Linked DNA regions of Mus musculus: regions 2, 3, 4 and 5 are each linked to region 1. A link is a contact called in public HiChIP or PLAC-seq and promoter capture Hi-C data. All regions are on one chromosome and are shown on one strand. Each heading gives the region's core, a stretch centred on a gene start, on an enhancer-like site or on the middle of the called end of the contact. The rest is flanking DNA. Distances are from core to core; before and after follow the strand shown. Region 1 holds the start of Cdan1 (congenital dyserythropoietic anemia, type I (human)). Region 2 overlaps Capn3 (calpain 3). Region 3 holds the start of Ubr1 (ubiquitin protein ligase E3 component n-recognin 1). Region 4 overlaps Ubr1 (ubiquitin protein ligase E3 component n-recognin 1). Region 5 holds the start of Snap23 (synaptosomal-associated protein 23).

Evidence for each region. HiChIP or PLAC-seq counts read pairs in DNA pulled down with a chosen protein or histone mark. Capture Hi-C pulls out chosen DNA fragments and counts their contacts.
Region 2: an H3K4me3 HiChIP or PLAC-seq map of the SCID.adh cell line shows a contact between it and region 1, with 9 read pairs. The contact joins the enhancer-like site here to the promoter of Cdan1 in region 1. A contact is called at or near these places in 5 of 484 Hi-C or Micro-C datasets (differentiating embryonic stem cells, double positive thymocytes, embryonic stem cells and 1 more), 10 of 115 datasets of contacts at active chromatin or transcription factors (the SCID.adh cell line, bone marrow-derived macrophages, effector CD8 T cells and 5 more) and 3 of 9 other capture datasets (adipose tissue, embryonic stem cells and liver).
Region 3: a contact with region 1 is called in an H3K4me3 HiChIP or PLAC-seq map of embryonic stem cells, with 25 read pairs. The contact joins the promoter of Ubr1 here to the promoter of Cdan1 in region 1. A contact is called at or near these places in 16 of 39 promoter capture datasets (the 3T3-L1 cell line, 3T3-L1-derived adipocytes, the HPC-7 cell line and 11 more), 4 of 484 Hi-C or Micro-C datasets (CD8 T cells, Th1 cells and embryonic stem cells), 10 of 115 datasets of contacts at active chromatin or transcription factors (the 230-238 cell line, CD8 T cells, bone marrow-derived macrophages and 4 more) and 3 of 9 other capture datasets (adipose tissue, liver and pancreatic islet).
Region 4: a FOXA1 HiChIP or PLAC-seq map of pancreatic cancer cells shows a contact between it and region 1. The contact joins the enhancer-like site here to the promoter of Cdan1 in region 1. A contact is called at or near these places in 9 of 39 promoter capture datasets (the 3T3-L1 cell line, 3T3-L1-derived adipocytes, the HPC-7 cell line and 5 more), 6 of 115 datasets of contacts at active chromatin or transcription factors (the 230-238 cell line, CD8 T cells, embryonic stem cells and 2 more) and 3 of 9 other capture datasets (adipose tissue, liver and pancreatic islet).
Region 5: a contact with region 1 is called in a promoter capture Hi-C map of adipose tissue. The contact joins the promoter of Snap23 here to the promoter of Cdan1 in region 1. A contact is called at or near these places in 13 of 39 promoter capture datasets (the 3T3-L1 cell line, the C10 cell line, the HPC-7 cell line and 9 more), 14 of 484 Hi-C or Micro-C datasets (CD4 T cells, CD8 T cells, Th1 cells and 8 more), 6 of 115 datasets of contacts at active chromatin or transcription factors (the SCID.adh cell line, effector CD8 T cells, embryonic stem cells and 2 more) and 3 of 9 other capture datasets (adipose tissue, liver and pancreatic islet).

What each region holds. Positions count from the first base shown.
Region 1 is chr2:120,729,483-120,733,901 of GRCm38.p6, forward strand. Cdan1 (congenital dyserythropoietic anemia, type I (human)) reads right to left here and starts at 2,035. Exons shown (of 28, transcript NM_026891.2): 1 at 1,930-2,035; 2 at 1,220-1,710; 3 at 817-1,023; 4 at 448-617; 5 at 207-320; 6 at 49-127. The coding sequence starts at 2,019. It overlaps Ttbk2 (tau tubulin kinase 2), which reads right to left. Exons shown (of 16, transcript NM_001024856.2): 16 at 3,334-4,419.
Region 2 is chr2:120,494,233-120,498,651 of GRCm38.p6, forward strand. It overlaps Capn3 (calpain 3), which reads left to right. Exons shown (of 24, transcript NM_007601.3): 11 at 540-709; 12 at 1,004-1,015; 13 at 1,633-1,841; 14 at 2,746-2,782. Among named protein-coding and RNA genes, the nearest start is that of 4931402G19Rik, 27 kb to the left of the region's middle. Within about 2 kb of position 2,484, at least 14 of the 459 cell types and tissues checked have an H3K27ac peak or open chromatin away from gene starts, as enhancers often do. A contact at or near this core is called in the SCID.adh cell line, where this site is marked.
Region 3 is chr2:120,968,577-120,972,995 of GRCm38.p6, forward strand. Ubr1 (ubiquitin protein ligase E3 component n-recognin 1) reads right to left here and starts at 2,139. Exons shown (of 47, transcript NM_009461.2): 1 at 1,946-2,139. The coding sequence starts at 2,026.
Region 4 is chr2:120,950,045-120,954,463 of GRCm38.p6, forward strand. It overlaps Ubr1 (ubiquitin protein ligase E3 component n-recognin 1), which reads right to left. Exons shown (of 47, transcript NM_009461.2): 5 at 1-126. Among named protein-coding and RNA genes, the nearest start is that of Ubr1, 18 kb to the right of the region's middle. Within about 2 kb of position 2,512, at least 19 of the 459 cell types and tissues checked have an H3K27ac peak or open chromatin away from gene starts, as enhancers often do. A contact at or near this core is called in pancreatic cancer cells and pancreatic islet, where this site is marked.
Region 5 is chr2:120,565,500-120,569,918 of GRCm38.p6, forward strand. It overlaps Snap23 (synaptosomal-associated protein 23), which reads left to right and starts at 2,172. Exons shown (of 8, transcript NM_009222.3): 1 at 2,172-2,307.

The sequences.
Region 1 (4,419 bases), core at 785-3,284:
GCTAGAAACAGACATATAAGACTCAAATGTCACAGCTAGAAAACTCACTGAAACTGATGCTCCAAAACTTGCACTGCAAAGAAGACGCAATCATGGATGCTACGAAACAGGGGAGTGTCCAGGGAATCTAGGTCAACAACAAACCGTTAGTTAAGAACTGTCCCACCTGCAAACATCATTTCTCAAAGTGAGACTTGCTTACTGACCTAGGGCACCCTGACTTGATTCCAGGTCACTGTCCTTGGTGGCCACCATTCTCCGAGCAGTAAGGAGCTGAAGGACGAAGAAAAGCTCCAAGAAAAGGTTTGGTACTAGGTTCTCTGTTTATAAAGAGAAATGCCATACCATCGTACCACTGACAAGCAGGCCAAGGCTCTGCGCCTCCTCTACTCTCTTACTCTGTAGTTTGCAAGCATATCCACCGCAGCCCCCTTTGCGCTCACTCACCAGCAATGCAGGAGGAGTAGATAAGGGCTACCAGCTCCAGGCGCTGTCGAGAAGACACTCTGGCCGGGTCGGCAGGCTCTGCGGTGAGGTTTCCTGTCCTGCTGGGAACCGGAGACCCCGATTCTGGGATGGGAGAGGCTGGGGTAGGTGACTGCTGGAGTTGCTTGGTGCTATGTGAACAGGAGGAGATGTCATGATTAATCAGCCTGGCTTTACCAGCGACATTCACATTCAGGTTCTGCCAGAGAAGACATCAACAGCCCAAGAAGCAAACCCAGAATCCCGAAGGGAGAAATCAAGTTCAGGAAAAATCCCTGCAAGTCCCGCATAAGGAGGAAGTTGACATCCCAGGTGGCGGCAAAGCCATACCGCGCCTTCCTGAGCATCTCCCGCTCCTCTTGCAGACTTCTGCACCCTGGGGGAAGGCCAAGGCCCCAAGGGCTAGTGTCCAGGGTTGAGGGTTGGGAACTGGGGACACAGCTGATTGGGGGTGAGGTGAAGCAGGTCTTGGGCTTGGACAGTGACCGCTCTTCGCTCACCGGAGTTGGGTTGATCCTTCGAGAAGGCTTCGTTCTGCTGAGAGTAGTCACAGTTTTTTGTTTTTTTCCAATTTTCTATCTTCAAGCATCATTCCATCCATAACAGTTGGGCCCCTTTTAAACCCTCCCCCATTGTGGTTTCTTCACCCTCAACCTTCTAACCATCGCGCACTCTACTGTGGGGCACCAAGCTCGGCTTTAGCGAACATCTTGCAATAAGGACCGATTCTCACCCTGCAGAGCCCGGAGGAACGGTGCCTACGGGAGGGAACTCCTCCAAGTTGCTGAGGTTTGGCGGATCAGAGAGCGACAGTCTGGGGCTGCCAGGGCTGCCTGAGCCCTTAGGCTTCCGGCCTCCGGCCCAAGGCGGGCTCTCGCCACTCGCCCCCTCCTCCGCGGCCCCGGAGCCCCGACCGCCTCGTTCGCGGGACGGCCCCGGTCCCGGACCCCGCCTGCGGCCCGCACGGCGGGCCAGAGGTGCCTCGGCGGCGGCGCTGAGGGGCTCGGCTGCAGGGAAAAGCTGGCTGCGCGCCCCACGGCCACCCCGTGCCGGGGCCCCCTGCCTCGCTGGCAAGGCTGCCGAGGCGACTGGGGTCTTGGCGGGGGTTGAGGGGCCCTGCGGGAGGACCCGGCTGCTCTGCTCCCTCAGGAAGTTCAGCAGGAACGGCACGAATTCCTTCCGCAGAGGCCGAAGTGCGCTCAGAGCGGCCACCTCGGAGCTATCCTGAGGAAGAAGCAGAGGTCGCGGGGCGAGAGCGTCAGCTGACAGCGCGGGCCGTCAGCGGCTGAGGCCGCAGGGTGGGCGGCCCGGCAGCGGCGCGCAGAGGAGCGAGCGCCCTTGGCGCGGGCCGTCAGGCAGGGCAGGCTGGGAGAAGGGACTGAAGCATCATCCCCCGCGGGAAGCACATTCCAGGCAGGCTTGAGGGCGTGTCCGCACTGTTACCTCCGAACTCGGGGTGCTGCGCGCGATCCACCGCACGGCGGCTGCGACCGGCACCTCTTCGCGCAGCAGCGACTCTAAAACGGCCGCCATCCCTGTGCAGGCGCTCTGAGGCTACTGAGCAGGCGCACTCGCGCCACGGGCAGCCGGGAGGGGCGGAGCCGGCGACCGGGATCGACCGTTGGACGACGGGGCGGGTCCTTGAGGGGTGGGGCTCTGGCGGCCCGGGAAGATCTGCCCAGCCAGCCAGGCCTGCAGGGCGGCGAGGCGCCTTTCTCTGATTTCCTGGCCCCTGGAGCAATGTGATAAGATGAACTGCCTGAGGAGACCCGGGTCTGAAAGAGGGACCAGACAGGAAAAGTGACCAACTCTAAGAGACCAGCCTATGAGACCAGACACCTGTCATAAGCACAGCCTTAGACCATGACTGTAGAGCTTTTTGAGTCACTCCCTCCTCAACCAAAATAAAGTGAGTAACCTTGTGTTTTGACCTTTTTGTTTTTTCTGAGACATGATTTCTCTGTATAGCCTGGCCACTCTGTAGACCAGGCTGACTTCGACCTCATAGATTATCTTGCCTTTGCTTCCGGAGTGCTGGGATTAAAGGGGTGCGCCCGGCCTACTTAGCTCCCCACCCCTTCCCCTCTTTTACTCAAAAGGCTGACTCTTTACCATTGGCCAACTTTTTCATCAACTGACAATTGAGGACAGAGTTCATGCTGAGGCATGTTATAAAATCATCAAATGTCCATCAGACTTGTATTGAATCCCTTACGTATTGTATTAAAGAGTTTACAGCAGGGGAATATCTCAACTTCTTTTACTTGAGAGGTCAGGATTCATGATTAGCTTCTGGAAGAGTATGGCATTCCTAGACACACTCCCCCGACCCTCCTCCACACACACTGGCTGGTTAACCCTCTGGCTACACTTCCTGTCAGGTCCCTTATTTTGAAAAATATAATAGGCTTTCGGATGATACTCCTTAGTAAAAGGAAAGAAAAAAAAATCAAGATATAGGATCTATAGTTTCCTCCAAAACAAAGTAGCAGTGTATTGGCCCTGTGTTCCTCTCATTCAAAGGAAGACCACTTGGTGATAGGCAGTAGATGGAGCAGGAATCCCTCTAGCATACTGCCAAGGAGAAGAAAAGGGAGTTTTGAAAACTTAATTCTGTGCTGGATTTAGTGGATGCTTGCAATCCCAGTGCTTGGCAGGCAGAGACAGAAGAATATCAAAGTCAGCTTGAACACGCACGTCAGACCCCTGAACCCTGGTGTTCACCTAGCGTCTAAGTTAGCCAAAATGGCCTTCTCTTGGTTGTCTGTCACTTCTGTAACACTTTAGTAGTTTAGGAAATAGTTTTCACTTTTTGAAATCCAAACCATCACACAAATAGCACTAAAGTTTGCATGCGGACTGAATGTTTTATTACTAGATTATAAAAATAAAATACAAAATAATTTTAAAACAGAACTTAAAACACTGTACAAAGCTTTAATATGGTACAAATGAGAAAATTAAATAAATAATTACACTTTTATGTACAGATGGCCTATACAAAAGCACTGCATGTTTTTCAATACTCTATGCCCATGGTTGCCTGAGCAAAAACACATAAAGGGAAGATGCTTGAAGGAGAAAGGATACAATGTAACACATTGAAAAGAACTTCAAAGAGCAATTTCGCATCTCATTAAGAGGAGGACAGCAGAACATTGACTTATTTCTCTTGTTCAGTAAGAGAATTCGGGTTATGACTAAGTTTGATAACATTTGCCAGTAATAATTTATGAACTCATTATATCTAATACAAAATGAGATGTGCCTCCTTTTCTGAAAAACTTGGAATCTGTAAATAAATGATCTGATTAAATAGATGCCATTTAGGAAAGGTGTCAAAGGAGAATGAGAACTGTGCATCAGGGAACAGCAAAGTGGCTCGAGCCCAGGCCATCAGATCTGTCTACTCATCCAATCCAACAATCCAATCTCTCTTACCTAAGATTTTGTTTCTGCCTTTCCCCTCCCCCCTATTTTGAGACAGGGTCTCATAGAGCCTAAGTTAGCTTCGAACTCATTATTCAGCTCATTATGTATGACCTTCAACTCCTGTTCCTGCCCTTACCTCTTCAATGTTGAGATTATAGGCATATACCACCAAAATCTAGGAAATCCAATCCAATTTCAAAGTCCTGAGTGGCCCAGTGCTACATTTCCTTTGTCTTAAAAAGAAGATCTATTTCCTATATTTTAATTTCTTAATTATCTTAGAGAACTAATTTCATTGATTTATAGTTTAATAAAACTGTTTTTAGCCAGGCATGGTGGCTCACACCTTTTTATCTCAGCACTCTGGAGGCAGAGGTAGGTAGGTCTGGAGTTTAAGGCCAGCCTAATCTACAGAGCAAGTTCCAGCTCAGGGCTACACTGAAAAAACCCCCATCTCAAAAAATCAAACCAAACCAAACTGTTTTGAATAAAGTCTTAAGG
Region 2 (4,419 bases), core at 1,234-3,733, 230 kb before region 1:
AGTTTGCCATTTATTTTATGTTAATGAGATAGGTGCACTTGTTCGCTTTTGCTCAAAAAAATTAAATCTTGTGGAATATTAGATACCGTAGGACACAGAGCATCTTCTTTTTGGAATTGATGGATATTTTGATGTCATAATTGTCAATCTTGAGAATCCCATTTATATAAATAAGTAGTACGAATCGGCAGCAGTTCTTAGGGCCATTTCAGAAATTTCTGGGAATTCTGTCCTAATTCTAAGTCAAAATCCATTTAATGGGAACTGGCGAGATGACTCAATGGTAAAGAGCTCTTACTGCTCTTGCAGAAGACCTCGGTTCGGTTCCCAGCAATCACATGGTGGCCCTCTTCTGATCTCCATGGGCACCAGACATGCATGCGGTACACAGACATAGGCAAACCATCCATACACATAATTCAAAACCTTAACGTTACCCATCATAGGGAACAAAGGAGACCGGATCTCTGTCCTACTTTCCTTCCTGCCCTTTCTCATAGAGGCGTATCTGAACACGCATTTCCTTTCTTGGGTCACAGACACTTTCTGGACCAACCCGCAGTACCGTCTCAAGCTTCTGGAGGAAGACGATGACCCTGAGGACTCTGAGGTAATCTGCAGCTTCCTCGTGGCTCTGATGCAGAAGAACCGGCGCAAGGACCGGAAGCTGGGGGCCAACCTCTTCACTATTGGCTTCGCCATCTACGAGGTATGAGCGCCCCGGCTCCAGTACGGGAAACACCTTTCCAGCGGGGAGAACTTGGGAGTTTCCAACAGGGTCTTCTGGTTTTTCGTGTCCCCAGTGACCAACAGGGCTCCTGCTCTCAGGCTCACACATGTCTGTCACCAGTGTAAATACCACAGTTGCAGAAGGCAGGACGGAGCTGGCCGGGTGGTAGCAGGAGTTAGAGCCTACAGTCACTCTCATGTGTCTGGCATTCCCTTCTGCAGACTCTGTACCCTCATTTACATCAGAGATGTTCTTTTTCTATTTCGCTTCCAGGTTCCCAAAGAGGTATAGCAGTGGCAGCGGGCAGCCGTGGTGTGCAGCATTCCTTGGGGGTCCTAAGTCTGTCTGTGGCCCCCTAAGAAGATTCCTGGTAGGGTTGGTGATCGAGGCTGATAGGAGGGTACCACGCCCAGAATGCACGTTTTCTCCCTCCCACCAGGACACCCTGCACATCAAACACACAAACCTTCCCACACTTATTCTTTCATATTCATGCAAGTATACACTCTCAGAGGTGCGTTTGAAGGAGGCTGCCTCCTAGAATAGGAGAATCGCCTTCTTCAGAGCCCAGAGTCCTTCCCCATCTTTGGGGCACTTGTGAGCTTGAGGGATTTGGAATTGGGGATCATCAGTTCTGGTGAGTGGCCCTGCCAAGGGAAAAACATAGACCTGACCTTTATTTCTGAATCCTGCCCCCCCACCCCCTCCCCCCAAAAAGGAAGAGGAGGAAGTGAGCTACAGAATTTCTGTGATGTTCAGCAATTTGAGGCCTTAGGAACTGGAAGTAGGTAGGTAAGGACTGTGAAACGAATGACCAAAGAGTCAGGGCCCTTGGAGGGGACTATGAGCAGGTCCACACAACCTTCCCAAGGGGCTCAGTTCTTTTGGGTTCTTGTCCCCAGATGCACGGGAATAAGCAACACCTGCAGAAGGACTTCTTCTTGTACAACGCCTCCAAGGCCAGAAGCAAAACCTACATCAACATGCGGGAGGTGTCCCAGCGCTTCCGCCTGCCACCCAGCGAGTATGTCATCGTACCCTCCACCTACGAGCCCCACCAGGAGGGGGAATTCATCCTCCGAGTCTTCTCCGAAAAGAGGAATCTCTCTGAGTGAGTGGCAGCCTGGCTTTCCCCACCTACCGCTAAGAGGTCACTCATGTGGCCCATCCTATAGCCAGGAGGCAGCTGGACCAATTTCCTTCAGGTCTTTTGGGACACAGCCACAGGCTTTTGCCATTCTGTACTCTAGGACCTTTACTCAAGTTCCTTCAGTCCTTTCTTTGATTGCTTTTTACAGCACTGGAGTGCAATCCCGGGGCGCCACAGGTTTAACTAAACCTCCCAGGCTAGCCTTGAACTCACTCAGATTGGCCTCGAACCTTTGATCCTCCTACCCCAGCCTCCAGAGGAGTTGCAAGTATAGCCCTGTGGCACTAGAGCAGCTCACAAATACTCACTCCATTCATCCTGCAGATATGTTTTGAGCAGCCATTCTACCCCAGGACTCTTCCAGGCACTGGGGATCATGAAGTAAACAGGATCACAGAAACAGAAACAGAAGGGGCTCGGTGACTTCATGAAGGTTAACACTCAAGGGACAAGGGACGAAGAAACACACATTGCTTTATAGACACATTAGATTTATAGAAATGATAAGCAAGTGAGTGTAGTTGGAATGCACGGGAAGCCAGCCAGGCTTCATTTCAGCAGATGTACTGACAGACCCTGCCTCTCTGAGTTCTGTCCCTGGAAGAGGTGCTAGGCCTGTTGCTAGGTAGCTGGGCCATGCTTTGAGGGAGCTCTGGGCAACACCAAGGAGTAGCTGTGTGCCTGGGCTTTTTTGGGAATGGCATCTACATGAGGCTGGCTCCTGGGGTGGGTGTTTAGTCCCAGGCTCTTTTAGATTTAATCTCAAATCTTTGACCACAAAGAAGCCATGTGACCTGGACAAATTTGTGGGGGTGACTCCTGTTTGTTCCGGGGGATATTGAGATACCCTTTGTGTTTTTCGCAGGGAAGCTGAAAATACAATCTCTGTGGATCGGCCAGTGGTAAGTGGTTAGGCTCTTAACTATGAGAAGATATGGGGGTCACATTCCAGCCCAGGCAGGGGCAGTCAAGTGTGCATGGCAGAAGGAATGATGCTTCTGTTATAGAACCATTTTGCTGGTCAGAAGCAGGAGTGTGGAAGAGGAGAAAATATTTTATCAATTAGAGGAAGGCAGCTGGGTTTAGGAAGTGATGGCAAGGAAGGCTAATATTGGCTTAAGAGGTTGGATCGCATCTGATTTCTCACACAGAGAAAAGGGACTAGGTTCAGGACCCAGGGTCAGAACCTGGGTCATTCACCTTCCACCTTGGTGACTTGGTCAAGTTTACAGAACCCCTCTGACTCAGCTTTCTACTCTGTAAAATGGGGATAATCATAATCCCCTGGCCATGCTGGTGGAGTTTAGATCTATAAGCTCACACATGTGAAATGTCAGGTGTAGCATGTGCATCACAAGGGTATTTCTAGATATCCTTCATGACTGTGGCTTACATCATTTCTTCAAACATTTGGAGAAGAGGACGAGATGGATAAGGTTGTCATCCCAGCTTTTCACTCGAGAAGGTGGTGGCTCAGTGGGGTTAAATGGCTTCCTTGCACTCCTGGAGGCAGGAAGTGGCAGGTAGGGCAGCGGAGAAGTTTAGAGTCTCGTGTGTGTGTGTGTGTGTGTGTGTGTGTGTGTGTGTGTGTGTGTGTGTGTGTGTATGTGTGTGTGTGAGTGTATCAGGAGAGAGGGGTCGGTGTAATGGAGGAGACTCAGGTCTGCCATGGACCTTGTGGCTGTTCTCAGAGTGACTTGACCCAGGACAAACGCCCCACTGAGTGTCTTTCAGGTAGTGACTCCATGATCACAATGCTGGTTCCATGCTAGGGCTGGAGCCAGGTACCTTCCTAACAACTGCACATCTTATTTTAGGGTTGGGTGTGTCTTGCTCTTCCTCATCCTTTGGGTGCTGGAACAGCATAGAATATGTTTCAAGAGTTGCTCACTCAAAGATTTCATGGACTGGGAGCGTGGCTGAGTGTAGAATGCTTGCCTGGTATTCACAGGGCTCTGGATTCAATTCTAGTGCTGCTTAAGAGGGAGGAGGGAGGCTCATGGGAACAGGCATGTCATGAGTACTGCAGGTCAGTGGAGGGGGTCTAGTGTCCTTACATACCTATGTTTGTCAACAGCTTTCAAATAATACATGGTGGGCCAGGTGTGGTGGCACAAGTGAATCTCTGTGGTTTCAAGGCCTACAGAGAGAGTTCCAGGACAGCTAGGGCTACACAGAGAAACCCTGGTTTTTTGTTTGCTTGTTTTGGGGGATTTTTTTGTATTTTGTTGTTGTTTTTAAAGACACTGGGTAGGGGCTCAGCTGACTTGCCACAGGACATTGCTCGCCCAGTGTAATTGCCAAACCTTCCGATTTTACAAAAAAAGCCCTAACCTGGAAACACATATGAATCTCCCTGTTACATGTTTGCCTAAATATTAAAACAAAATCTCCTTAAAAAAAAAAAAACTTCACTTTCACACAGGTTTGAATGAGCCACATTTTGGCGACCAATTCTATTTTTAAGGACTGGCAAGGTCCTTTCCCTCCTCAGCATCGGATTAGCAGAACAAAGCGTAGCAGCTGTCAGTCTTGGGAT
Region 3 (4,419 bases), core at 889-3,388, 240 kb after region 1:
AGATTTGAGATACAAATTAAGCAAACAGTGGTGGGGTGCTGAAGACTCAAACTGAGCAATCTTGGCTTAACCACAAGAGTTTTAAATAGGGAGAATGAAATGGGAAAGGGCAGATGGAAAAACTACAGGAAGTAGGATGAACTCTGGGGTCAAGCAAAAAGGGCTCAAGCCAAAAAATAAAGGCTTCACGGTCATCGGTCTGTATCCACTTACACCACCCTATCTTGAATCTAAGTTCTTCATCTTTTATATTATCTATAGGCTGAATTCCCTGAGGCTACATGACACCACTCCTTGCTTCTCTGTAAAGTTTAAAAAGCCTTGCCCAAAGAAATATATTATTCTTTGAAGACATGTTTGTTACAGATTCCTGCTCAATTTCTATACCATTTTTCCAATTCCAAAGTAATGGATGTTTTATGGTTTTATTAATGGGGTTTTACAGTGCTAGTGGGAAAGAATTAACATAGCAACGATTTAAATAAACATTACTCATCTTTGGCAATAGGAAACTACAACTATTCTGACTATAACGCACTAGATTACAAACAAACAAAAAAAGCACATGATTCTATCTATGAATCTTTTTTTCTATTTTTGTTTTTAGATGGAGTTTCACAGTCTAGTCCGGGGTTTGCCTGGAACTCCTGAAAGTAAATGATCTCTCTATCTTAACCTATAGCTCAGAAGAAGAGCCCTTGCCTAGCATGCATAAGGCCTGGAGTTTTCTCCCTAGCACTAAAAAAACCAAAACCAAAACCAACCAAACAAACAAACAAACAAACAAACCAGTTTATCTACTTGGAAACATTTTCTAGCTGTTTTCATCTAAGCTACATTACCAGTGGTGAAGTGAGTTTCAACTGCTTTTTGGGATGGAGGAGGAAGACTGCCAAGTGCTGATCTAGTGCATATAGTCTTATTCCAACTCTGTCCCTGATGGTTTTTTATCTTACAGACATTCTCTCTAGTCTCCGTGGTTGACTTATTTCTGAGTCATTCTCTTGTCTCATAAAATAATGTTCTAGAGTCTGCTGGGGTAAAGTAAGCCAAGAATGAGTTTATTAAAACTACAAACAACTTCACTAACAGGTATGTGTATATACAATGGGTTTGCGTGGGTGCGGGTATGTTTCCCACACTTTTCCATATGCAGCTATAGACAAACTGATAAAACATGTTGTGATCAATAGTGAGTACTTCCTAAGGACCTCCCTCCCTTCTAGTTATCTGAAGGGACCACATCAGAACATTTGTGAACATTACCCCACCTTTCAGCCTACTCTGTTCGTATTCTCCACGCAGCCAGACTGTTGACTCAATTTTATTCTACCTCTCCTTTCTCAGCCCTTCAAAAATCTAATAGCCAAGTATAGATTCCAGTATTCTCTCGTTTGAAATGTCCCTTCTCATATATAAAAGGCATGACAAATGACAAATTTCCCTCACTGGGGGCCAGATCGAAGGTTCTCAAGACGCTGCAATAATGGATATCTGGCCATGCCTTGCCAGCCGCAACACTCACTGCCACTATCAAGTCCACCCGACAATGCTATATCACACCAGGTGCTGGTCCGGGTCCCGATGCCTATCAACAAGAGGGGTCAGCAATGCGTCTACCGAAAAATGGCCTTCTCCAACCTCATCTCAGCTCCTACATCAAACCCACCTAAATGTGCACGAGTTCTTTCTACTTCAAAATAGAGACATGCGTGTCTGAGCACGTTGAGACTTAATAGATGACAGTCATTAAACTCCGTAGACCTGGCTGGCAGGAATGTGTGTAGGAGACGACTAACTTTATCGGGGGAGGGAGGGTCGATCCTTCAATCCTAGGACTCCCCTTCCCCAGTGCCGCCATAGAAAGCGGAGCCCCAAACCCTCCCAGGCGCGGTGGGAAGCTGTTGGTGGAGAGGACAAAAGGCGCTAGCAGATGAAGACTCACCGATGCCGGCCGCTGCGGGGCCAGGGGAGGCTCCGGGCTGACGTCCATCCTCTCGGCGCCGTCCATCTCTTCGTCCGCCATCTTAAGGGAAACGAACGCCCGCAGTTCCCGACCCCCGGCCGCCAGCTAGCGGAAACCTGTGGCCGGCCCGACGCGACAGGGACGACACTTTTACGACGGCCCCTGAAGTCAGGTTTGTCGCAGCACCCGGAGCGGCTTCCGGTCGGCTTCCCGGAAGCAGGCTGCCGACCTGCCAAGCCGGAGGTTTCCGCCCCTGATGGTTAGTTAGCCCTGCTCCACCAGGGCTGATCCCCGAGGGAAGACCTCACAGCTTTGTCGCCATCCCTTAACCCCGGGGCAGGGGTGGTGAGATGACAAAACCGAGAAACCTAGTCCATCCGTCGGTAAGGGAAGACAAACTGAATACATCCCCGTTATGGAATACCCCATGAAAAGAACAAGGTAGATGTACGGAAACATCGAGGGGAAACTGTTGCCACAGACTACAAATTCCTGCATTTGTGCATCTATGCATAGTGCGAAGGAATAGCTCTGAACCAAGAGAAAACACCCAAGGCCAAGACCAGGGTTGGAGGACAAAGGTGATAAAGAGCTAATTTAGTGTCCTCTGTTTTTGTTTTTGTTTTTTGTTTAGTTTGGTTTAGTTTTTACGAAACGAATAATAGCCTCCAATACCACGCATTCCTCCTACCTCTGCATTCCAAGTGACAGATGTCAGCCACCTGGTCCCTTTTTAAATTTATATATATACTTTAGCGACTTGTGTCTGTGTCTCTCTCTCTCTCTCTCTGTGTGTGTGTGTGTGTGTGTGTGTGTGTGTGTGTGTGTGTGTGGATCATGTTTAGAGATCAAAGGACAATTTGAGGGGATTGGTTTTCTACCATCTCACCTGCCATGGAAGTGGGTTTTGTTTTGTTTTTGTTTTTGTTTTGTTTTGTTTTTTTGTTTTTGTTTTTGAGACAGGGTTTCTCTGTATAGTCCTGGCTGTCCTGGAACTCACTTTGTAGACCAGGCTGGCCTCGAACTCAGAAATCCGCCTGCCTCTGCCTCCCAAGTGCTGGGGTTAAAAAGGTGTGCGCCACCACCACCTGGCTTTTTTTTTTTTTTAGATCTGTAAGGTCAAATTTTCTTCACATACACCAACCAAAGCAACACATGACTGACTATAGATAGAGGCAGAACTAAAACACACCTACCCTTCTATTAAATTGGAACTTAAGAAATTTGGAAATTCTCACATTTTGGATAACATTTGTTTACCGAGTTAATTTTCATTTTAAATGCTGTTTATGCCTGGTGTAATGGCACCCACCTTTAAGCACTCCAGAACCAGAGGCAGGTGGATCTCTGAATTCAAGGCTAGCCTAGTCTACTCCAGAGCTATGTGGTGAGACCCCATCTCAAAAAGAGAAAAAGAAAGGAAAAATGTTTAAGATGTTATATTGTTTACATGCCTGTAAGCCGGCATGGGTGACTTACAGCTGTAACGTCAGCTAGCATTTGAGAATATGAGGGTTCTTCCAAGTTGGAGGCAGCAGAACTATATAGTTCCAGATCAGTCTAGCTGCCGGTGAGGTCCTGTCCCAAAACAACAAAAAGCAGAACATGTTGGGTTACATGAAGCCCTGCATAGAAACTTTTAAGCTAGTTAAAAGTTTTCTCCATCTTAAATTGTTATTAGTAAATATTGATAGGAACCATTTGTACAAAAGATTCTTGGGGAGGGGCAATAATTTTAAGGAGTTTAAAGTGATCCTGAGAAAATAAAGTTTGAGAAACGCTGTTGTTGTTTTGTTCTTTCTATCTTGAGAAGACACATTGTTGGGTGAAAAATCAAGTGACTGTTTTTTGAGGGGAGAGCATGAGGCATAAGGCTGAGCTTGTGACTCATTGTAAAGGGCTTATCACACACACACACACACACACACACACACACACACACACACACACACAAACCAATAATAATAAACGCACCTGTAGGGCGCTCGCAAGATGGCTCAGTGGTTAAGAGCACCGATTGCTCTTCCGAAGGTCCCGAGTTCAAATCCCAGCAACCATATGGTGGCTCACAACCATCCGTAACAAAATCTGATGCCTTCTTCTGGAAGATCTGAGGACAGCTACAGGGTACTTACATATAGTAAATAAATAAATCTTTAAAAAAAAAGAAAAACAAAACAAACAAACAAAAAGATTGTATTTTAAAAAAAATAAATGCACCTGTAGACTAGGATTATAGTTCAAAGGTAGAGAGATTGTGACTAGCATGCACATTATCCTGGTCTTAATCCTCAGTGGTTAAAAAAATAAAGCAGCTATTTTTATATTAAACATGTTTAATGAAGAATGCTAATCATTAAAATCTTATTCTTGTGGTAATGAGAAAATTTTAACGACCAATGCTAGTCACGGTCTTAGGTTTACTGTCACTGTGATGCAACACCATGACCTAA
Region 4 (4,419 bases), core at 1,262-3,761, 220 kb after region 1:
CTGCAGTTCAGGAGGCAATTCCTTTTCTTCTTCCCATATAGTCATTTCTACAATGTATTTTATCACCGAAGGGAATATTCTCCTGGCTTGAGCAATCACCTCTTCATTCAATGGGCAATGTAAGCTCTATGAGGAAACAGCAGCAAACATACACTGAGATTATGTCCACATAAAGGAAGATGTTAAGTATTTAAAATAATCACTTCAGTGAGTTCATTTCAATATCCACGAGTAATCCAATCAAGTTGAATTCATAAGTTCTTAGTATAAAATTGATGTTACAGAAGACAAAAAGAAACAGACTATGTAATACCTTTTATTCATATTTTCCCCTGTAAATTCTCTTCATTGTTTTTCTGAATAGCTTCATTATGATAGTACCATGCAAAAATGGCTATCCATTATAGCTTTATTTCAACCAAGTCTCATAGTCACTTGAAAAGTACTCACAGGCACATATTGATAACAAACGGGGCTGGAGGTGAGATTCAGGGTAAATGCTTGCCTGGGATAGGCACAGTTTGATCATCGGAACAAGACAAGAAAAGGAAGGAGAGGAGAGGAGGGGAGGGAAGGGGAGGTCAGGCAAGGGGAGGAGATGGGAGGGGACATTCTGATCATACAAAGTTTTTGTGTGCAGTGGCACAGTTGCTGAAGCAGAAAGTAGAGAATCAACGGCTGTGGGCTGGGAAGAGAGGGACTTAGTGTTGACTGTGTACAGAGAGTCAGTGGCACAAGGCAAAAGCAAAACAAAATAAAACACAACAAAAAACTTGAATATGAACATACTTAATACAGCTAAACTGTATGTTACATATGGTTGAGATGGCAACCTCCCCAAGCCACTCTCTTCTCTTTAATACCTTTTATGTCTTCTCACCAATGGTCTGTAAGTTTGGTTTTACTCCCTCTTCAACAAGTCACCTTCTCTGAATAGTGTGCCCAGAGGTCTTTGTTAAAGAGAGACCTTGTCAAAGGCGCTACTGTCCACACTGGAACACAACAGTCCTGCTCCTCCTTTACCTCCCTCACATCTTCTTCTTACCATTCATAAAAACATTCTCAGGTGAAGAATTGGAAAAACTCTTCTGCTTCTACCTAGTGCTTAGGAAAGAATTTTTCAAGAAAGGCATTTGCATCTTAGAAATAAACCCAACTGGGACAAGAGAACCAGAAGTTATAAAAACAATGAAAAAAACCAAAACAAGAAAATAAACAACAGAAATACGGGAGAACTTGCTTTTCCTTTCATCTTAAAGGAGCCTTTCTTCAATGCTCCACAACTCGCTTCCAGCGCTATTAGTTAGGTCTGCTTATGTTTGGTGATGCTCCACTAAGCTTGGCACAATTCCATGTGCCTGGCAGAATCTGGATAGCACACTCACCAAGGCAGAGGGAATAAAGGCTGAAATCACAGTGCTGCAGGAGCTAGCGTGCTACCTAAAGCCGTCCTCTCCCACCTCCAGATAAGCAGTTCCAGAATACTGATTACTTTCCCAAAATAAGTTTAAATCCAAAAATGTCCAAGATCAGATTTGAGACTGAATTCAGATTTCTAAAAATAAAGCTAGCTTCCTGGATACGTGAGACATGGCTTTACCACTAGCTCTTTGGAGGCTAAGTAAGGCTGATCTCTGTGAGTTCCAGGCTAGCCACGGCTACATAGAGGCCCTGTCTCAAAATGAATGAATCTAGCACAATTCTCACCCCCCTCCACCTAAGCATTTTATTGTTTTCTATCAAAATGAATTAAACATCTCCCATTCCATCTCCTAAAAGGCATTGCTCATATGGCCAATCAAAAATATTTGTTAAATATATTAAACAAAAAAAGCAGACATTTTACTGTTGCTTGTTTATTTCAGTGCAAATAGTAGTAAACAGATACAAGCCCAGCAATTGGAAGGCTCTGCTTGGGAGGAACCTGAGTTTCAGGCCAGCTGTCTTAAAGAGCAACAAGCATACAAACAAAAAAAGACTAGAAATCTTTGTAAACTGTACTAAAGTTTCTCATTTCTTTTTGGTTAATTTTCTTGAGTTCTTGTTTTGTTTTGTTTGTTTATTGTTTTGTTTTGTTTTGGCTTACAATCATGACTACATCACTTTGTTCTTTGTAATATTTACATATCTTAGCTCAGTCGAGTTCATCTGATTGACAGTTCTTCCAGAACAGGGTCAACAGAAGGATTCTGAAACATTGAGCTCCAATGTAGATGAATTATAATCCAATGGCATGGCTGCCCTGGCAAGGGATCACATCCAAAGACCTAGGTCTGTATGATCCAGCTGGAATGTAGACATGCCACACACTTTTAACCCTTCTGGCTGGAATACAGACAATCCCTTAGCACACACCAGTATGTTTGTAGAAGGAAGAGGCCATGTTTGAAAAGTGGCTAATTGAGGAGTAAACAAAGTAATGAATCAGAGAAAGATCTGACAGAATGAGTCAGAAATAGGATACTCCCAATTCTTAAGAGGAAAGAGACGCACATGAAAGAGAAGCAATTTAAGAGGAGCCCAGAGACAGAGAAGGAGTCAGTTGGGAGTGCACTGAGTGCACTGAGTGCAGTGCAGAGAGTACAGTGCAGTGAGTATGGTGACTGCAGTGCAGTGAGGGCAGTGAGGTGAGTACAGTGCAGTGAGTGCACTGAGTGCACTGAGTGCAGTTCAGAGAGTACAGTGCAGTGAGTGTGGTGACTGCAGTGCAGTGCAGTGCAGAGAGTACAGTGCAGTGAGTATGGTGACTGCAGTGCAGTGAGGGCAGTGAGGTGAGTGCAGTGCAGTGAGTGCACTGAGTGCACTGAGTGCAGTGCAGTGGAGCTGAGTTCTTCCCTGAGTCCATGCAGTACAGTACAGGGCAGCAGAGGCAGCTGAAGACAAAGAATAAGAGGGAGCCAGAAGATTAGAACAGATTGCCAGAACAAAAGGTTGTATCTAGGGATGGGAATTGCCAATGAAAGTGCAAGCCCAGCAAAAGAACGCCAAAGACAGCACCACAACACACTCCCACAAACTCACAACACCAACACAAAGATAATGACCTAACTAAAAGGCTTAAGGATTTCAAAGTCTAGTTTTAAAAACAGGATCAACAACCATACACAGGAATTCTATAAACAGGTTAAGAAGTCAGTTAGGATCAACACAAGAAAGTTATGAAACAGATGAAAGTATCAGTAATTTTGAGAGAAAATTAAGGGAGAATTTGGCAAGGAAACATGCAAAAAAAGAGCCAAACCAAATTCTGGAAATGAAAGAAAAAAACCAAAGTCACAGCAGACCAGGACCAAGGGCTAAGGACTAGTTCCAGAGGGGGGCACCAGTTGGGACAATAACACATACAGGCTTACAGAAAGAAAAAAAAATTATGAAGATAACCAAAACTTCCAAGAAGTCCGGGATACATCAAGAAATCTAACCTAGAATCCATGGCCTAGCTTAAGGAGTTATGGCAAATCATGTAAAGAGGCTTAGACAAACTATTTTTTAAATTATAATTAAGAATTTCCTAGAGAAGAATTTCTCCACGGCATATTTAAATTAAAACAAACTAAACAAACAAAAAACACAAAATACTAATATCTGTAAAAGAACACACTAACTCACATTCAGAGGCAGAAAGATCAGAACAACATTAATCTTTCATTAGCAGTCCTCAAAGTCAGAAAAAGTATGGCCCTGAAACTGTCAACCAAAATTGCTATCCTTCCCTGAAAAGTTATCTATTAAAGTTGACAGAGAAATAAGAGTATTCTAGCACAGGAATTTCTTAGAGAAACTGTTATCACCAAGAAATTCACATAACTAGCAAAGACATCCAAAAACTGGGAGTCAAAATTTAGAAATAAGCCCACCAATCAAAGGGAAATTATAAACAAGCTGGTGTAGCGATTCTTGTATCTGAATGAGAATCCCCATATATTAAGAAAGGGAACAATTAAGAGATTATAACTATTGTAAATAATCTATGCACCAAATCTCAGAGCCACTTATCTCATAAAGCAAATTTTAAAGGCTTACCAGGCCATATAGGAACATTCACAACAACAGTGGGAGACTTCAATAACCAACTCTAACACCTAGAGAGGTCTTCAAACAAAGGCATCAGAGAGCATCATCTGGCCCTAAGATGTGGTCAGTGCTTACGAGGAGATCTAGAATCATTCAAAGGGCACACAAAGTATGTATTCCTTGAAACTTTCCATGGTTTATCTATGAAACTGTCTGGACGCGGTGTCTGGAAAGAAATACTATATTGTGACTATTATGTCAAGTAGTTTAATGGTTACCTACCAAGTATTCCCTTGGCTTGTTTTGAATGGTACTTTGCATTGTCTGATAAAACAATTCATTTTTATAGCTGGATGTAGTGTTCCCTATACTTGAGAGGCAGAGATGGGAGAATCTCTGTGAATT
Region 5 (4,419 bases), core at 922-3,421, 160 kb before region 1:
CAACGCTTCTCAATTTCCTTAAAGTTGCAGCCACTTTTCTAATCAGCAAAGGGTCCGTTTCTGACTTCCCAGAAAAGTTAACTTCCTGTTTCTAAACATACAGGCTTACAAATAAATTTTGTCATTATCATTGAGAATACTCCTCCTTCCCCCAACTCTGTGAGGGTTAGTCTCTCTTCCATGAATGTTCCTTTCTGCTTAGTGTCTTGGGTTTTATATATATGTATATCTATGTATTTGTGTGTGTGTGTATGGCAACATGCTTCACCCAGTGCTCATATAGAGAAGTCAGAGGACCTGCAACTATATGGAATCAAAATTAGGGATCAAAATCAACGAGGCCCTTAGGCTTGAGAACTAGTGCTTTATTTGCTGAGCCTTCTTGGCAGCCTCAGCCCTCTCGGCTTTATTGTTTGAGGCAGGGTCTCTGGTTGCTAATGTTAACCTCAACATCACTATATTGTCATAGTCGGTGATGATTTTGTATTTCTAATCTGCCTCTCCACCTCCTGATGCTGAGATTATGGGTTTTAACCACTATCTAAACCTCCTATCAGTATTGATTTTTTTTATTATATTTTATTTGTATGGGTATTTAGCCTGCATGATTGTCTGTGTACCATCCTTGTATATGTGCCTGTGGAAGCCAGAGGAAGGTTTGGATCCCCTGGAACTGGAATTACAGATAGTCGTGAGCTACCTACCAGGTGGGTGTTGGAAACTGAGTTTATGTCCTGTGGAAGAACAGCTACCTTTCCAGCCCATAATTTTATTTATTTACTTTTGAGACAAAGAATTACTTTGTAAACTGGGCTGGCTTCAAACTCACAAAGATCCCCTTTGGTGCCAGGATTGTCGGTGTACACCACCAACTCTCATCTGAGGTTTGACTACTGAAGCTCTAACCCAATCACGATCTTTACTCAACCTCACCCTTGATTTTTTTTTTAATTCAACTGTTTCTCTCATCTGGGTTTTTTTTTTTCCTCCTGTCTTCATCCTAACAAAATAAAAACGAATAAGATACATTATTCTTCCTTTTCCTCTGACAAAAGCCAAAGTTTCCAAAAGCATTTTATAATGTCCCCATGTCTCTCTCTTCTCCAAACTATTGCAATGTCTGTCAACTATCACCAATCCCTTGGTATTAAATTCAAATGATATTTCTCAGACTTCTTCTATCTCTTAAGAAGAGGCTATTTCTATGAAATAGTTTTTATTCCCTATATTGCCAGCTTTTTATTTATTTATATATATTTTTATTTATATATTATTTATTTGTTTTGCTTTACTCTTAGAGATGCTTGGAAGAATTTTTGGGGCAAGTTGTTTAAAATCCTTCAGTAACTCAATGGGTATAAAACGAATCCTAGGTTTATTATTCCAAATTTTACAAGACCTTTAAAGATCTAGCTTGATCCTCAGCCCTGATGGCGGTGGTCTCGGGGCTAAAAGGGCTCTTCCATTCTCCCCCCCAACCCAGTGATAGACTGTACTCTGAAATAGGATCTCACTAAGTTATCAGTTTGGCTTTACATTCCAGAGGTCAAGTGATCCTCCAGCCTCAGTTTCTGATAGCCTGAGGATTACACAATGTGAGCTACCACGTCTTCACATTTTCTTTTGTCTCAGAAAGCGAACTCTTAAACTTCTAACAAGAAACTTCCAGAAGGCGCTGCGTTGTTGTTGTTGTTCCCACTGCCTGGAAAACTCTTTATCTCGTAGACTTCCGAAGTACTCCTACTTATCATATCCTTCGTGACTTTAAGAGTAACTTCCTGTGTCAATCCTTCAGACATTCCTCAAAATAAATGTTTTGTTCATTGTTGGCCAAAGCTGCTTCGGAATTCCTGTGACCGTATTCTGTTAACTGAAAGGTATTTACGCATCTATTTCCCTGGTTTAAACGGGCCAAAACACCCTGTAGACTTTGGCAGTCGCGAGTTTTTCCTAGTCTTTCAAACACTAAAGCGTCCCGTGCAAGGCTGCCTTCAGGGATGATAGTTGGAAGAACTCCTCCCGGGGAGAATCTGTAGGGTTAACGGGTGACTTCCCAGGATCTCCGCCTGCGTGGCAGGAGATTTAACACCCTCTCCGCGGCGATTGGCTCCAGTGGTAGAGGTGTGTCTGCCCCGCGGCGCCCTGCGACTGCGCAGGCGCACAAGTCCTCCGGGCGCATGCGCGCGAGGGAGCGCGCACCCTGTCCGATCTTCTAGAGTCCGAGAACTGTGGAGGCTGGAGAGGAGTGGCCGGAGCCGCCGGGTGAGGCTTCTGGAAAGTAGCTGAGGGAACTAGTCAGCGGGACAGGTAGGATGATATCCCAAGGAGAAAAAGGGTGGTGGTGGTGGTGGTCCAACGTTTTGGGGGTCGGACTTGAGGGGAGAAGAGAGCTCCGGCCAGTCCTTGGTGGATTGGGCCGAGAAGGAGATCGCCAGGCGTTGGCGACCAGCGCGAGCCCTCGCAGGAAGGGAGGCGCTATGGTGGTGCCCTGGACTTGGGTGGTTCGGCTCCTCGTCCCTCACCTTCAGCCTCACGATGTTTCTCGTTAGTATTAACAGACTGTCTGGCTGGTGGCCCTAATGAACACATAGTTCTGAAATGGTTGTTAGAAGAATGACCCCGAGGGTCCTGGCGTTGCAGGCTCCACTGTCTAGGAAATTCCCTGCTTATCTTGAGGCTTCCCCGTGGGAAAGCGCCAAGAATATGGTCAGTCAAAAGATGATTTTTTTTTTCCTCAATTCGGTTTGTGTGTGAGGAAAGTATTTTAAAGTACTGTTACACTTCTTTCCTTCGTCCTTAATCATTAGTCACTGCACTATTTGGAAAAGCAAACTGGCGGTAGAGGAAGCGAAAAACAACCGAGTTGAGGAAAAAGATCTTTCCTTTTTGCTGTTTGTCATTTGGGTAGGTTTGGGCTGGGGGCACGGATGGGATTGCAGAAGAGTTTAGAAACTGGCAGCTTTTGACAAGTGTTCTCAGAAAATAGTATAGTTTCTTACTTGAAGAAAATAAGTATCTTACTTGTGAAAATAGTATAGTTTCTTACTTGAAGATATTTTTTAAGGATCGAAATAACTTCATTTGCCCTGCTGCCTTTTAAGAGGGTTTTGAGATATCCTGGTAAAATGCTAGTAGTTCAGTCATAGCAAGGTAAAATAGATCCTTCTCACGTTCTTCTTTTTCTTGGAAAATACTATGCATAAATTCTGTGAGGCCCTGGGCAGTAGTGGTGCACACCTTTAGTCCCAGTACTTAGGAGACAGAGGCAGATGGATATCTGTGAGTTCGAGGTCAGTTTGGTCCAATGAGGCATTACTTGTTAAAGCATTTTTTTTTTAAAAGACATGATCTCACTATGTAGCTCAGGCTGGCCTGGAATTCAGAGATCTGCTTGCCTCAGTCTCTCAAGTGCTGAAATTAAAGGCATGCACACACACACACACACACACACACACACACACACACACACACACACACACACAAAGCTTAAGTCCTTTGAAGTTCAAATTTGTGAAAGCTGTTTCATGACAAAGTAAGAAAAGTTAGTATTTCTGTTACTGGCAAAGTTGATGCCCAAGGAATTCCCTGAGCACTTGTTATTTGTTCTTTTGGTGAGAGGTTATGCGAAAGAATACATTCAAGTAGATAATAGCAAATTGGAAACACTTTCTTACCATGCTTCTGGGACAGGCCATATTAAAGTAAGTTAAATGATTAAACTTTGCCTGTACCTTAAATAATTATCATTCTTAGCAGGACTTCTTGTTTCATTTTGCTTTTTAGGTGGCTTCTTGTTGGGGGTGGGGTCTCCTTTCTACATTGTAGCAACCATAAAACCAAGTGAGACTGGGCCAGAATTGGGAGTGGGTAGCTGGAGTCCCAGGTGAGTATCTAGTGACACCCTGTCCTCTGTCAACAGGCCCCAATCCTGAGAGTCTTTTGTGAGTAATTCCAGTTGTTCTGATTAAGATGGTAATGCTTATTTATGCTCTGAGGACAGTGCTCCATAATCACATATTTAATACTTCTGAGACGGGGTTATATAAGCCAGCCTCAGCAACCTCATGAAACCTCATCTCAAAACAACAATTAAACAATAGACCTATATTAAATATATGTCTCCCAGTTAGTTCTCTCAACCTGGTGGTTGAGAGATCTGAGCTCTCAGCTATTGCTCAAGCTCCCTCTGCTTGCTTCTGTGCTCCTTGGCCATGATGGTCGGATAAATGGTTTCTTGTGTAAGTTGCCATGTTCATGGTCCTTTGTTCCAGGAATAGTAAAAATGAACTAAGATAGAAGCTGGTGCCGGGCGGTGGTAACGCACGCCTTTAATCCCAGCACTCGGGAGGCAGAGGCTGGCAGATTTCTGAGTTCGAGGCCAGCCTGGTCTACAGGGTGAGTTCCAGGACAGCCAGGACT